Regions from separate parts of the Macaca mulatta genome. Here region 2 is linked to region 1. The links are chromatin contacts, called in public Hi-C maps. All regions are on one chromosome and are shown on one strand. The core of a region is the stretch at or near the end of the contact, and the rest is flanking DNA. Distances in the headings are between cores, read along the strand shown. Region 1 holds the start of FLCN (folliculin). Region 2 holds the start of COPS3 (COP9 signalosome subunit 3).

Region 1 (6,934 bases), core at 1,371-3,870:
GCTACAGTACAGTGCTGTAATCTCGGATCACTGCCACCTACGCCTCCCAGGTTCAAGCGATTCTCCTGCCTCAGCTTCCCGAGTAGCTGGAATTAGAGCCACGCGCCACCAGGCCCAGCCAATTTTTGTATTTTTAGTAGAGATGGGGTTTCGCCATGTTGGCCAGGCTGGTCTTGAACTCCTGACCTCAGGTAATTCTCCCGCCTCAGCCTCCCAAAGTGCTGGGATTACAGGCGTGAGCCACCATGTCAGGTCAAAACATAGGCTACTCTTATTCGTTTTTCCTTTTAATGAAAAGCACTCGCTAGGCTCGGTGGTTTAAGCCTGTAATCCAAGCACTTTGGGAGGCCAATGGGGGGATCACCTGAGGTCAGGAGTTCGTGACCAGCCAGGTCAACATGGTGAAACCCTGTATCTACTAAAAATACAAAAATTGCCGGGTGCGGCGGCTCATGCTTGTAAACCCAGCATTTTGGGAGGCCAAGGCAGGCAGACCATGAGGTCAGGAGTTCGAGACCAGCCTGGCCAACATGCTGAAACCCCATCTCTACTAGAAATACAGAAATTTGCCAGGCATGGTGGTGGGTGCCTGTAATCCCAGCTACTTGGGAGGCTGAGGTAGGAGAACTGCTTGAACCTGGGAGACGGAGGTTGTAGTGAGCCAAGATCGCACCACTGCACTCCAGCCTGGGCAACAAGAGCAAAACTCCATTTCAAAAAATACAAAATACAAAATATAAAAATTAGCCAGGCCTTGTGGCGCATGCCTATAGTGCCAGTTACTCAGGAGGCTGAGGCAGGAGAATCGCTTGAACTTGGAAGCAGAGGTGGCAGTGAGCCGAGATCGCACCACCGCACTCCAGCCTGCGTGACAGAGTGAGATTCTGTCTCAAAAAAAAAAAAAGAAAAAGAAAAAAGCACTTGTCAGACAAGAGCTCCGACTCTGACTCCATGGATCACGCACGCCAGAGACCCAGGCAGCCCCTGAAAGAGAGGGAGATGCCCTAGAGAACATTTAGCTTTGCGGTCACTGGGGCCTACCCTCACCAGCCAGGTGACACCAAATGTTACTAGACCTCTCTGAATACCACCCAAGAGCTGAGAAACAGACGCCTCTCAAGATTTGCATTACACATGGAATCAGAATTCTGGGCAGCGTGAGGTCATTCTTTACTCACTGGTCAATCCCAATCTCTAGGAGGTGTTTGCTTAAGAAAACAAACTGATTTGAATATGTCTCACGAGTCTGTTTCCAGCAAGCTTTCCAGAACCCACAGGGGAAGCCGAAATCCCCTGGGTGACAGTCTCTTCATCATCACACCCAAAGACAGTATTCAAATTCCCTGATGTGGTAGAGTGTCTGTCCATGTCCTCCTCCCACAATAGCTGAGTCCCAGACCTGGACAGTGACCTCACCACCACCCGTGGTGCGCCCTGACCCTGGCCCATTTCACCCCTACTTCCTATGCTCTTCTCATAGCACCGCGGAGAATTAGAGGCCACTAAGTAAGGGCACTGTAGATAAACAAGGCACTATAACGGATCTTAACCAGCAGTGGACACACAGCTTCTAAAACTAGTCTCCCACTGGGGAGCCTCATTAAGTCAGCAGCTGGGATCCCAACAAGCCCAGGGTGAAAAGTTCTGCAGGGGATGACTGCCAGCTCAGACCCACTCTCACTGTGGCTCTATTTCCACCGTTTCCCTGGATTTCCATTCACAGAGCTCCCTGACATAGGACACTAGAAGGGCAAACAGTGTCACCTGCCACTATTACTCAATTACTTGATGACCACGGTGATAATCTGGCACTAAACTGGTTGTGGCCAAAGCCTGGAGAGCCAGAACCTACTTCCAGCAAGTTCCTCCTTGCCCTGCGTCCCCATTTGAAGAGACTGCTGCTAACCACACCTTGGACGTCAATCCACAAGCCAATCCATTCTTTCCAGGTGACAAGGACGCATCTGACAGTACTCTCCACTGGAGAGAAGCGCGGTCTTCCACCCTCCCTGGAGGACACGGTGCTACCCTATTAGCTTATCAGAGGACCCTCCTGAACGCCAAACTGAGAGAAGAGGAAATCACACACCCTCTCCTCCAGAACGAAGACAAAACCTGGGAGAAGGAAAAGGAAACAGTCCCGTTTCATGGCAAGATCAAATGAGACTAAATCAACGACCCTAACCCGGGGTTTGAACCCAGGTCACAGTCCTCATCCCCAGAAACTTGGTTAATGGGCGTGCCCCCAACCTATCTTCAAATCTCAGGGTCTCGGCGACGCCCTGGACTCTGGCCCTAAACCCTCCCCCATTACTGGTCCACCTGGGACCAACGCAAACTCGGACATGCCCCTCCGCCAAACCCTCAGACCCCCGCCGACCTGCTCCCCGAATCGAGGCCCGCGGGACACCTGGACTCGGCAGCCGGGGTCCCGCTCCGGGTCTCAGCCCCGCCCCTGACTGCGCTGGGTAGGTGGTCGCTGCGGGTCCCAGACAGGCGGGATCACACACAGAGCCCCCGAGCCCACGGCCGGAACGTCAGCCGGGGTGGCGAGGCTCTCAAGCCCCGGTTCGGGCTCTCGGGGAGCTGGCAGAACCAAGAGTTACCACACTCACTCGCGGCCCCACATCCCCGCCGAGACCCTGGCGCGTGACTCTCTGGGCCGTAACACCACCCAGCCCTGCGGTGGGGGTGCAGGCGCCGTCCGAGCGCGTCCTCCACCGCGAGGAGAGCCGAGCCTCGCCAGCTCCCGCAAGCCCAGGAACACAGTCCGAGTACCGCAACTCCGAGGTCTGACGGGGAAGCAGGGGCCGCTGCCCGACAACTACCCTTTTCCGCCGCCCCTATTCCGGTGCCCCCCTCGGGGAAGTTCCCAATGGTTCAGACCGCACCGGCTGGGGATGCTGGGGGAAACCATTTCCTTAAGCGCGGGAGTATGCTGAAACTTAAAAAGCATTTCGAAAAGAGATTTGAGGGTAAATATAATCAACGTAAGGCTCCCTGTCCACATAAAAGAGAAAAATAAAGAAAAAACGTTATAAGGGGTTGTCAGGCCTTTTTTTTTTTTTTGCTTCACCAATGGTTTTTATTACATTGCTGATGGAACCCGGCCTCTCCCTATATTGAGAGTATGGAAGGTGCGGGCGACAGCCGTCACGTGATGCGGGGAAGGCGCGGCGCCCGGGGGAGGTTGGTTGCGGAACTCGGGATCGGTGTGCGCGCGCATGTTTGGTATTCGGTCTTCCTCCCTCAGTACGTCTTTCTTAAAAATGTGAAAATCAGTTATTGAATAATATTCTTCTTTTGAGACGGAGTTTCGCTCTTGTTGCCTAGGCTGGAGTGCAGCGGGGCGACCTCGCCTCACTGCAACCTCCGCCTCCCGGGTTCAAGCGATTCTCCTGCTTCAGCCTCCCGAGTAGCTGGCGTTACAGGCGTCCGCCACCATGCCCGGCTAATTTTTTTGTATTTTTTGCAGAGACGAGGTTTCACCCTGTTGGCCAGGCTGGTCTTGAACCCCTCACCTCAGGTGATCCACCCGCCTCGGCCTCCCAAAGTGCTGGGATTGCAGGCTTAAGCCACCACGCCCGGCCTGAATAATATTTTTTAAAACTTGAGCGCCTATTACTAAATTTATCTACTTAGAAGTTAATTGGAAAGACATTAGTTCGTGATGTAGTGTGGGTCGTTCCAGCGAAGACCGGAGGGAGATGGGAATCGGAGCCTGACCCGCCTGCGCGCGCTGTCCCCTGGGATGCGGCCGCCTGGGAGCCTTCCACCGCGGCAGAGGCTGTGGTTGCCACAAGGTCTCCAGAGTGTGCTTACCAGGAATACAGTAGAAAAATGGGTGGTTGTGTTTTTGAAATCACAGAGGTCACTTTTTTTTTCCTTTTAAATTTCCTTGTTTTGGCCGGGAGCGGTGGCTCACGCCTGTAATCCCAACACTTTGGGAGGCCGAGGTGTGCGGGTCACGAGGTCAACACGAGGTCAAGAAATCGAGACCGTCCTGGCCAACAGGTGAAACTCCGTCTCTGCTAAGAATACAAAAAAAATTACCTGGGCGTGGTGGCGCACGCTTGTAGTCACAGCTGCTCGGGTGGCTGAGTTAGGAGAATTGCTTGAACCCGGGAGGCAGAGGTTGCAGTGAGCCGAGATCGCGTCTCCGCACTCCAGCCCGGTACAGAGCGAGCCTCCGTCAAAAAAAAAAAAAAAAATTCCATGTTCTGTTGAAAAAGGGACACGAGAAAATAACGAAATTGCAGCTTGTGTTTTCTGCCGTCTTATAGTAGCCGGGTAAAGATTAAGGAATATGAGGTGGCGTTACGAGGTTAGGCATTGCCTTTATGTGTTTAATTATTCTTACCAAGTGAATTCCTCCCGCTGTTGGACAGCGCAAACTTAATTTGTGAGGAGGTAGTAAGTTACTACAGGGTGATTTTATTTTATTTTATTTTACTTTATTGTATTGTATTTTACTTTATTTTATTTTATTTTATTTTCAGTTTGTTAGTGGAGGTCACCACCTTGCTCAGATTATCCTTATTTCCATGGTGATAGGCTACTGGAGTAAGGTTATTCAACCACTGCATTTTCAGTAAAAGGCAATGTGCATTCACCACAGCTGGGCTCAATTTAGGCCATTAACATCTTTCCCAACACCACTGGCTTCAGCCACCTACCTCTTTTGGAGGTACTTTCACAAACCTATAAATCTTAAAAACAAAATTAACAACTGCCAAATCTTTGCCTCAGTGAATTGTACTAAAGGTTAGTTAAATTGGGCTCTCATGGGGTATAAACTTTCAAGGACATGCAACAAAAGGGACGTCTTAGAAGTAGGAAAATGTACCCATTCTCATGGGAAAGAATCGAAACTCAGCAGTAATGTTCAGAAAGCACAGATATCAATAATGTTCAACCATTCACAACCAAATGAAATGCAATGCTAATCTCAAAGCTTCTATCCCATAGTGGAAATTGTATGAAATGATTCCAGAAGCTCTGGATATGTTACTGCCTGGCACACATACAATCCAGAACGTGTTTTTTCCACCACTAAAGTAGGCTCAGTCGGAATTAAGATTTCTTGATGCTTTTCTGTCTTCTTACTACTGCTAAACCAAGAGGCTTCATTACAGCTAAGTATCCAAACTGATCAATCACTTGTAAGCCATCAGTTGCCAGTACCATAGAGCCAAGTGGTGGGAAAAAGTCACATCTCATTCAGAAATTTCTTTTAGAGTTTTTTATATGTACCCTTAGCCACAGGAGCTCTCATGTAGCTGTAGGATAGACCTGGGCTTTATCTTTCAGTCAAACCACATGTCAATGACTCTTAGTTTCCCGTTTCAGGAAGAAAGGGTGTATTTCATTTATAAGCATTTCAATTTAATATTTTTAATCACATCTCATCATTTTAAAGTGACTATAATAGATTCCCTGTTACAAAAATTGTGATCTAAGCTTTTGTTTCTTCCAGCGACTGAGAAAACATTCCGTTTTTAGATGTTTTGAACAGTTTAGGAGTCTGGTCAGCTGCTGAAAGGAAGCAAGCAATGAGTAACATCTCAGAAGGTGAGATTCATGCACAATTTTTTTTTTTTTTTTTTTTTTTTTTTTTTTTTTTTGCGACAAGAGTCTCGCTCTGTCTCCTATGCTGGAGTACAGTGGCGCCATCTCCACTCACTGCAAGCTCCACCTCCCGGGTTCAAGCCATTCTCCTGCCTCCGCCTCCCGAGTAGCTGGGACTACAGGCGCCCGCCACTGCGCCCGGCTAATTTCTTTTTGTATTTTTAGTAGAGACGGGGTTTCACTATGTTAGCCAGGATGGTCTGGATCTCCTGACCTCGTGATTCGCCCGCCTCGGGCTCCCAAAGTGCTGGGATTACAGGCGTGAGCCACCGCGCCCGGCCACAATTTCTTTTATATATATATATATTTTTGAGATGGAGTCTTGCTCTGTTGCCAGGCTGGAGTGCAGTGGCATGATCTCAAGTCACTGCAACCTCTGCCTCCTGGGTTCAAGCAGTTCTCCTTCCTCAGCCTCCCAAGTAGCTGGGACTACAGGCACATGCCACCAGGCTCAGCTAATTTTTGTATTTTTAGTAGAGATGGGGGTTTCACCATGTTGGTCAGACTGGTCTCGAACTCCTGACCTCGTAATCTGCCCTCCCAAAGTGCTAGGATAACAGGCGTGAGCCACTGCACCCAGCCCATGCACAATTTCTAAATTCAGGTTTTAGGTAATTAGACAATCAACTCTGCACATAAGGCGTCCGGTCAGTTGTGAGGTATGAATTATTAGTGGTCCAATAAAGGCGATTAGTATTAATTTAATATTTCTTACCATAGCAATTTCTGTAAGCTTTTAAAAATTAACCTCTCTCCACCAATTAGAATTCATCTGCTATGCCTTTTGTGTTTTAATCTACTGCTAGGTGCCTATTAAATACCAAGTGTAGAAAGTTTAACAGTCAACTATAGAGCCAGTCTATGGATTCAGACTTATTAAATGTTTTTGCAATTAAAGTTCTCTGATTTCAGCCTTTGATGTCAGGAAAGGATACAGATAGGATTTTGTCTTTGTTCACTATCGTTAAGTAATTCAATTTACTTAAAAAGCCATCACATTTTCTTATTCACAGATACCTGATTTACCTAGTCATTTTCTCTGGCCCCTTTGCAGCTGCTCAGACTTTGGTGCAAATAACATCACCTTCCACAAAGTGGGTACTAATTCAGGTTGGAACCCAGAAACTTAGGACTTACAAACTCAAAACTTCATTTTTGTTTTGTGATTTTTGTTTTTTTTTGAGACGGAGTCTTGCTCTGTTGCCCAGGCTGGAGTGCAGTGGTGCGATCTCGGCTCACTGCAACCTCTGCCTCCCGGATTCAAGCGATTCTTCTGCCTCAGCCTCCCGAGTAGCTGGGACTACAG
Region 2 (6,934 bases), core at 2,361-4,860, 48 kb after region 1:
CACTCTAGCTGTCTTTCTAGTAACAGCAGGGATACATTTAAGACCATGGGCATTAACCTCAAGTTTCCAACTTCTCTATTTCTGCAGAGCAACTGCATAATCTTTTCCTTACTAAAAGAATACAACATAGTATAAAGTTTAAAATACAAGTGACTATAGCTAGGTACTTTTGATAATTTAACACTTTTCAATTTGATACGTTTTACTGAAAGCAAAGGAAACATATTACACACATGCATTATAAAACAAAAATAAAACAGCTGTGATCTTATTAGGTATCACCTCTTGAGATCACACAGATTTAACTGGGAAATACCAACTCATCTTCATTGTATTACAGATCTCACTGGTAGGTATGAAGTAACTTCTTCTAATTGAATAATTTGCCTTTTAACCTATTACTCTAAATATATTAACAATAATTTGTAGCACCCAGAAATAAGCATTGCAATCCATTAGTTCTCTACTAGTTAACAATCAGTGCCAAGTTGAGACTGAAATAAAAGCTGGGTCACTATAGAATCATTAGATAATTAATTAGTGCAGGGCCAAGGGCAGAGTCAAAAAAAAGCTTAAGTGTCACAGAGTGCATCTGAAATCAGTCCAACCAGAGATGTGGGCAATAAAATTCTTTTATTTATTTATTTATTTATTTTGAGACAGAGTCTCGCTCTGTCTCCCAGGCTGGAGTGTAGTGGCACAATCTTGGCTCACTGCAAGCTCAGCCTCCCAGGTTCACACCATTCTCCTGCCTCAGACTGCCGAATAGCTGGGACTGCAGGCTCCCGCCACCACGCCCAGCTAATTTTTTGTATTTTTGGTAGAGATGGGGTTTCACCATGTTGGCCTGGCTGGTCTCCAACTCCTGACCTCAGGTGATCTGCCCGCCTTGGTCTCCCAAAGTGCTGGAAATACATGAGTGAGCTTGGTCTCCCAAAGTGCTGGAATTACATAAGTGAGCCACCACACCCGCCTGGCCTGAAACTCAAAGATTTCCTATGCAGTGAGTGTGAGGCACAGCAGCCAACAGCAATGAAAGTTACCATCTTTATCTCTGTCTAGCAAACTGTTCCTATAGCATCCTATAACCTGATGCCCACAACAGCCCTAGTTCTGTTTTATAATTAAGAAAATTGGCCCAGGGAAATTAAGTGGCTCACACAAGAAGTGACCGAGACAGGATTTCAACCTGAAGTTTCTAACTACACTACACCCCAGGAAGGAGAACACTAGGTATTTGTAGCATAAATTAAACCAGTGGTTCCTTTATTCATGGAAAAAGCAAGCCTGTGCCTTCCCTGTGAACCTAATTTCTATTAATAAAAAGGAAAAAGAGAAAGAACTCTTATTAAGTGCAGCTCCATATCAGATCATTTGTCTTACACCAGTGAGGTAAAAGCACCCCTCCATTTTTACAATGGAGATACAAAAGACTCAGAGATTAAACGTGACTTGTCCAAGGTCATGCAGCTCCTAGAACTTTACAATTAATGACGGTAACAATAATTTGCAGCTGCTTTTATTGCACCCCTTATGACAGTCACTGTTCCAAGTGCTTTTACATGGCTTCTCTCATTGAATCTTCACAACTCTATATAAACTAGGGACCTATTTTGCAGACGAAGAAACTGAAGCAGGGATAGTTAAAGGGGCCTTCACAGCCAGCATCTAATTATTCTAATTTCGGGTTCAGAATTTGGTACATTCATATGCAATGAATGAACCAAACAACGTGGAAAGTGAGAGCAAAATCATCACAATTCTACCCCTAAAAATGGAGTCCTGGCTGGGCGCAGTGGCTCACACCTGTAATCCTAGCACTTTGGGAGGCCGAAGTGGGCGAATCGCTTGAGGTAAGGAGTTTGAAACCAGTCTGGTCAACGTGGTAAAAACCCCATCTCGGCTGGGCGCGGCGGCTCAAGCCTGTAATCCCAGCACTTTGGGAGGCCGAGGCGGGCGGATCACGAGGTCAGGAGATCAAGACCATCCTGGCTAACACAGTGAAACCCCGTCTCTACTTAAAAAAAAAAAAAAAAAAAAAAATTAGCCGGGCGTGGTGTCGGGCACCTGTAGTCCCAGTTACTCGGGAGGCTGAGGCAGGAGAATGGCGTGAACCCGGGAGGCAGACCTTGCAGTGAGCCGAGATCGCGCCACTGCACTCCAGCCCGGGCTACAGAGCAAGACTCCGTCTCGGGGCGGGAGAGTTGGGGGTAACCATCTCTACAAAAAAATACCAAAAAAAAAAAAAGCCGCGTGGGCTGGCCGCGGTGGCTCACGCCTGTAATCCCAGCACTTTGGAAGGCCGAGGCCAGTGGATCACCTGAGGTCAGGAGTTGGAGACCAGCCAGGCCAACATGGTGAAACCCTGTCTCTACTAAAAATACAAAAATTAGCCGGGCGTGGTGGCAGGCGCCTGTAATCCCAGCTACTCGGGAGGCTGAGGCAGGACAATCGCTTGAACCCAGGAGGCGGAGATTGAGGTGAGCTGAGATCGCACCACTGCGCTCCAGCCTGGGAGACTGGGAGACAGTGAGACTCAGTCTTAAAAAAAAAAAAAAAAAAAGCCGTGTGAGCTGGCAGGCGCCTGTAATCTCAGCTACTCGGGAGGCTGAGACAGGAGAATCGCTCGAACTCGGGAGGCGGAGGTTGAGGTGAGCCGAGATCGTGCCACTGCACTCCAGCCTGGGAGACAGAGTGAGACTCCGTCTCAAAAAAAAAAAAAAAAAAAAAAAAAAGCTGTGTGAGCTGGTGGGCGCCTGAAATCTCAACTACTTGGGAGACTGAGACAGGAGAATCGCTTGAACCCGGGAGGCTGAGGTTGCAGTGAGCCGAGATCGCGTCACTGCACTCCAGCCTCGGCGACAGAGGGAGACTCTGTCTCAAAAAAGAAAGAAAGAAAGAAAAAGAAATGGAGAGCTACGAGCGAGAGCTTCCGCAGCATTCTGTAGGACCAAAATAGGCGCACGGGTTCCCGAGCGTGCGCCGCCTGGCAGCGGAGCTGGCCGAGGCGAGCCGCAGAGCCAAGGCACCCAGAACCGACTCGCCTCCCGCCCGCTCCCGGCGGCCTAGTCAGCAGGCGGCGGAGCGGCGGCGAAGCTGACATGGCGGTGCGCCAATCACCGAAGGCAAGAGAGACAGAAGGGACCAATAGTCGCCCGAGATGTCGCCTGGCGGAAGTCACGCCCCCAAACTGTCAAGCAAAGCACCCGGTTGAAGGGGCCCAGGCCGGGGGGAGGGGGCTCCCGGCGGCCCGAGGGAGGGGAGGCCGGCCGGCGAGGACAACGGAGCACGAGAGGGCTGCCTACACTTGGCCGCGCTCGATCCTGCCCTTATCTAAACGCCGCAACCCATACCCCGGCCCCAGAGAATAGGCTCAGGACTAAAAGGGCCGTCCCAGCCATCCGTGCTGGCGCCTGGGGATGCAGGCCCGTCGCCTGGGGATGCAGGCCCGTCCCCGGTACCCGCCCATGCCCAGCCCGGCGACCTAGGGCCTCACCTTGAGCCGAGAGCTGCCGGACACTGTTCACGAACTGCTCCAGGGCAGACGCCATGTTTTCCCCCGGGCGGCCCGAGCGCCGAAGGCACCACGCGCGGGAAAAGGCTGCCGCTCTGGGAGGAGGGGCCGCGGCAAGCCACCTGAGGGCCTCGCGAGCGGCGACGTCACTTCCGCTGGTTCAAGCACCGCGAGAATCTACCTAGCTGCCAACCCGTTACTGTTTCCATGGAAACAGCCTTACTCGCTGTAGCCGGAAGTTAGAGTTCCATAGTCTCCGGCGTCTTCTTTCAGTGCACTTGTGAAATCCCTCCGCACGTTAAATGGGGATAGTGGGCAAAGGAAGGAACGAAACTCATAATTAAGCAAGTATTTTCTGGTTCTGGATTTTGCTAGAGAGGCCCTGCGGCTTTCCACCTGGACAGATACTTCAATGAAGCACGACTTAGTTGCTACGTCTCCCATGAGATTTTCCGCGTGATATTAGACTCTGGAGCCAAGCAGCTTAGGTTTAACTGCCTTTTCTACCACTTAGTAGCTGTGTGACTTTGAGCAAGTCACTTGACCGTGGTGAGCATTGTTTTCCCCATCTGTAAAATCTCAATGTCCTTAACTACATAAAACACTCAGGACAGCGCATAGCACATAGGGAGAACTATAGTTATTCATTCAAGATGTACGTTGAAGTAAAAAAGTAACACCACACACAAAAAGAAAGTGAATTGATTTTCCCCATCTGGGATTGATGTCTCCCTCCTCCACTTGTCCCCTAAAGCACTTTGTTCTTCTCATGTTGCACTTCTACTGTGTTGTAGAAATGTGTCTCTATAGTCCATGTCATAACTGTAAACCAAAAATAAAAGTCTAAGCCCCCAACTGACTGGTGGACCCTATCCTAAGCCAAGGACATTCCAGTTTATCCTGAAAAACTAGTTCAGGCCATGATGGGAAGTGGTAGTCAGACATGCCTCACAAACATCAACACAGACACCTTAAGACTGGTAGACTCAAGACCGATAAGAAATATTTACAATCTATTCTATCTGAATCCTGCTACCTGGAAGCCTCATCTGCATGATAAAACCTTGGTCTCCACAACCCCTTATAATCGTAACCAGCTATTCCTTTCTATTTACTTCCAGGTCCTTAGATAATAACTCTTTCAACCAATTACCAATGAAAAAATCTTTAAGTCTACCTATAAGGTGGAAGCCCCCCAACTGCCCCGAGTTGGCCCGTCTTTCCGGACCTAACCAATGTACATCTTACATGTATTGATTGATGACTCATGTCTACCTAAAATGTATAAAACCAAACTGTACCTGACCACCTTGGGCACATGTCCTGAGGAGCTCCTGAGGCCGTGTCATCATCGCATCCTTCACCTTGGCAATATAAACTTTCTCGATTGAGACTGGTCTCAGGTACTTTTGGTTTACAGATCCATTGCTTCTAACTGGCATGGAGTTCCTTAAGGTCAAGGATCTCTCTTACTAACCTTGATTCCCCTTTAGGGCCCAGTGTAAGATTTGCTGCATAGTAGGGACTGAGGAAACAAACATGCATTTAAAAATTTTATCCAACATTTGTTTACTGACACTTACAAAGTGTTGTACCAGGCACTAGAAATACACTGGTAGTAAAAACAGTCTTGGGGCCTGGCGCGGTGGCTCGTGCTTGTAATCCAGCACTTTGGGAGACTGAAGCAAGTGGATAACTTGAGGTCAGGAGTTGAACACCAGCCTGGCCAACATGGTGAAACACCATCTCTACTAAAAATACTACAAAAAATAGCTGGGCTTGGTAGCCTGTATTCCCAACTACTTGGGAGGCTGAGATGGGAGAATCACTTGAACCTGGGAAGTGGAGGTTGCAGTGAGCCGAGATGGTGCCTCTGCACTCCAGCCTGGGCGGCAGAGCAAGAATCTGTCTCAAACAAAACAAAACCAAACAAAACAAAACAGTTTCGGTCCTTCTCTCCTGCAGATAACACATGAAGACCCTAGAGAAAAGGAGTTAGTGCTCCGAAGGAATGGAACATGGTTCTATAAAATCATGTCACAGAGGATATTGACCTGGCCTGGGATAAACAGGGAAGGCTTTCTTGAGGAAATGGCATAAACTGAGCTCCGAAGAAAGAGGAAGAGTTTTTTTGTTTGTTTGTTTGAGACGGAGTCTCTCTCTGTCGCCTAGGCTGTAGTGCAGTGGCGTGATCTCGGCTCACTGCAAGCTCCGCCTCCTGGGTTCATGCCATTCTCCTGCCTCAGCCTCCCGAGTAGCTGGGACTACAGGCGCCCGCCACCACACCTGGCTAATTTTTTGTATTTTTTTTTTTTTTTTTTTTTTTTTTTGAGACGGAGTCTCGCTCTGTCGCCCAGGCTGGAGTGCAGTGGTGCAATCTCGGCTCACTGCAAGCTCCGCCTCCCGGGTTCACGCCATTCTCCTGCCTCAGCCTCCCGAGTAGCTGGGACTACAGGCGCCCACAACCGCGCCCGGCTAATTTTTTGTATTTTTAGTAGAGACGGGGTTTCACCGTGGTCTCGATCTCCTGACCTTGTGATCCGCCCGCCTCGGCCTCCCAAAGTGCTGGGATTACAGGCGTGAGCCACCGCGCCCGGCTATTTTTTGTATTTTTATTAGAGATGGGTTTTCACCGTGGTCTTGATTTCCTGACCTCGTGATCCACCCGCCTCAGCCTCCCAAAGTGCTGGGATTACAGGTGTGAGCCACCGCGCCCGGCCAAAAGAGGAAGAGTTAATAAGATAAGGGGGAAGAAATATTTCTGAGTGAGAGGACAGTATGGTGCTAAGACCCTGCATGTGAAAGGAGCATCCTAGTTGAGAATGAAGAACTGAAAGAATGTCTTTGTGGTTGGAGGGGAGTGGTTTGTAAGGTGGACAGGGGCCGGGTTATGTAAGCTGTGTTAAAGGTACTGGACTTTTTCCTGAGAAGATTGGGAGGACTGGAGAGTTTTATGCAAGCAGGTAGCAGGATCAAATTTGCATTTTAAGGCCAGATGTGGTGGCTCACGCCTGTAATCCCAGCACTTTGAGAGACTGAGGTGGTTGGATCACGAGGTCAGGAATTCGAGAGCAACTTGGCCAGTAAGATGTAACCCTGTCTCTACTAAAAATACAAAAAATAGCCGGGCATGGTGGCGTGTGCCTGTAATCCCAGCTATTCGGGAGGCTGAGGCAGGAGAATCACTTGAACCTGGGAGGCGGAGGTTGCAGTGAGCTGAGATCAGGCCATTGCACTCCAGACTGGGCAACAAAAAGACACTCAACTTCAAAAAACAAAACAACCACCACAACAACAAAAACTGCATTTTAAAAAGATTCATCTGGCTTCATGTGGATAACCTGGGAGACAGGAAGCTATTGCAGTAGTCAACATGAAATATAACAGTAATAATTATACCTTAAATAGTTATACCTTGAA

Evidence for each region. A called contact is a pair of places that touch in the nucleus more often than the background predicts.
Region 2: a contact with region 1 is called in a Hi-C map of cortical neurons, with 2.8 times the contacts expected there. The contact joins the promoter of COPS3 here to the promoter of FLCN in region 1. A contact is called at or near these places in 2 of 14 Hi-C or Micro-C datasets (CD4 T cells and cortical neurons).

The regions. Positions count from the first base shown.
Region 1 is chr16:18,788,423-18,795,356 of T2T-MMU8v2.0, forward strand. FLCN (folliculin) reads right to left here and starts at 2,621. Exons shown (of 14, transcript NM_001266691.1): 1 at 2,381-2,621. It overlaps LOC144335355 (a long non-coding RNA gene), which reads left to right and starts at 3,149. Exons shown (of 3, transcript XR_013406155.1): 1 at 3,149-3,252; 2 at 5,477-5,571; 3 at 6,642-6,763.
Region 2 is chr16:18,835,062-18,841,995 of T2T-MMU8v2.0, forward strand. It overlaps COPS3 (COP9 signalosome subunit 3), which reads right to left and starts at 3,611. Exons shown (of 13, transcript XM_077970477.1): 1 at 3,497-3,611.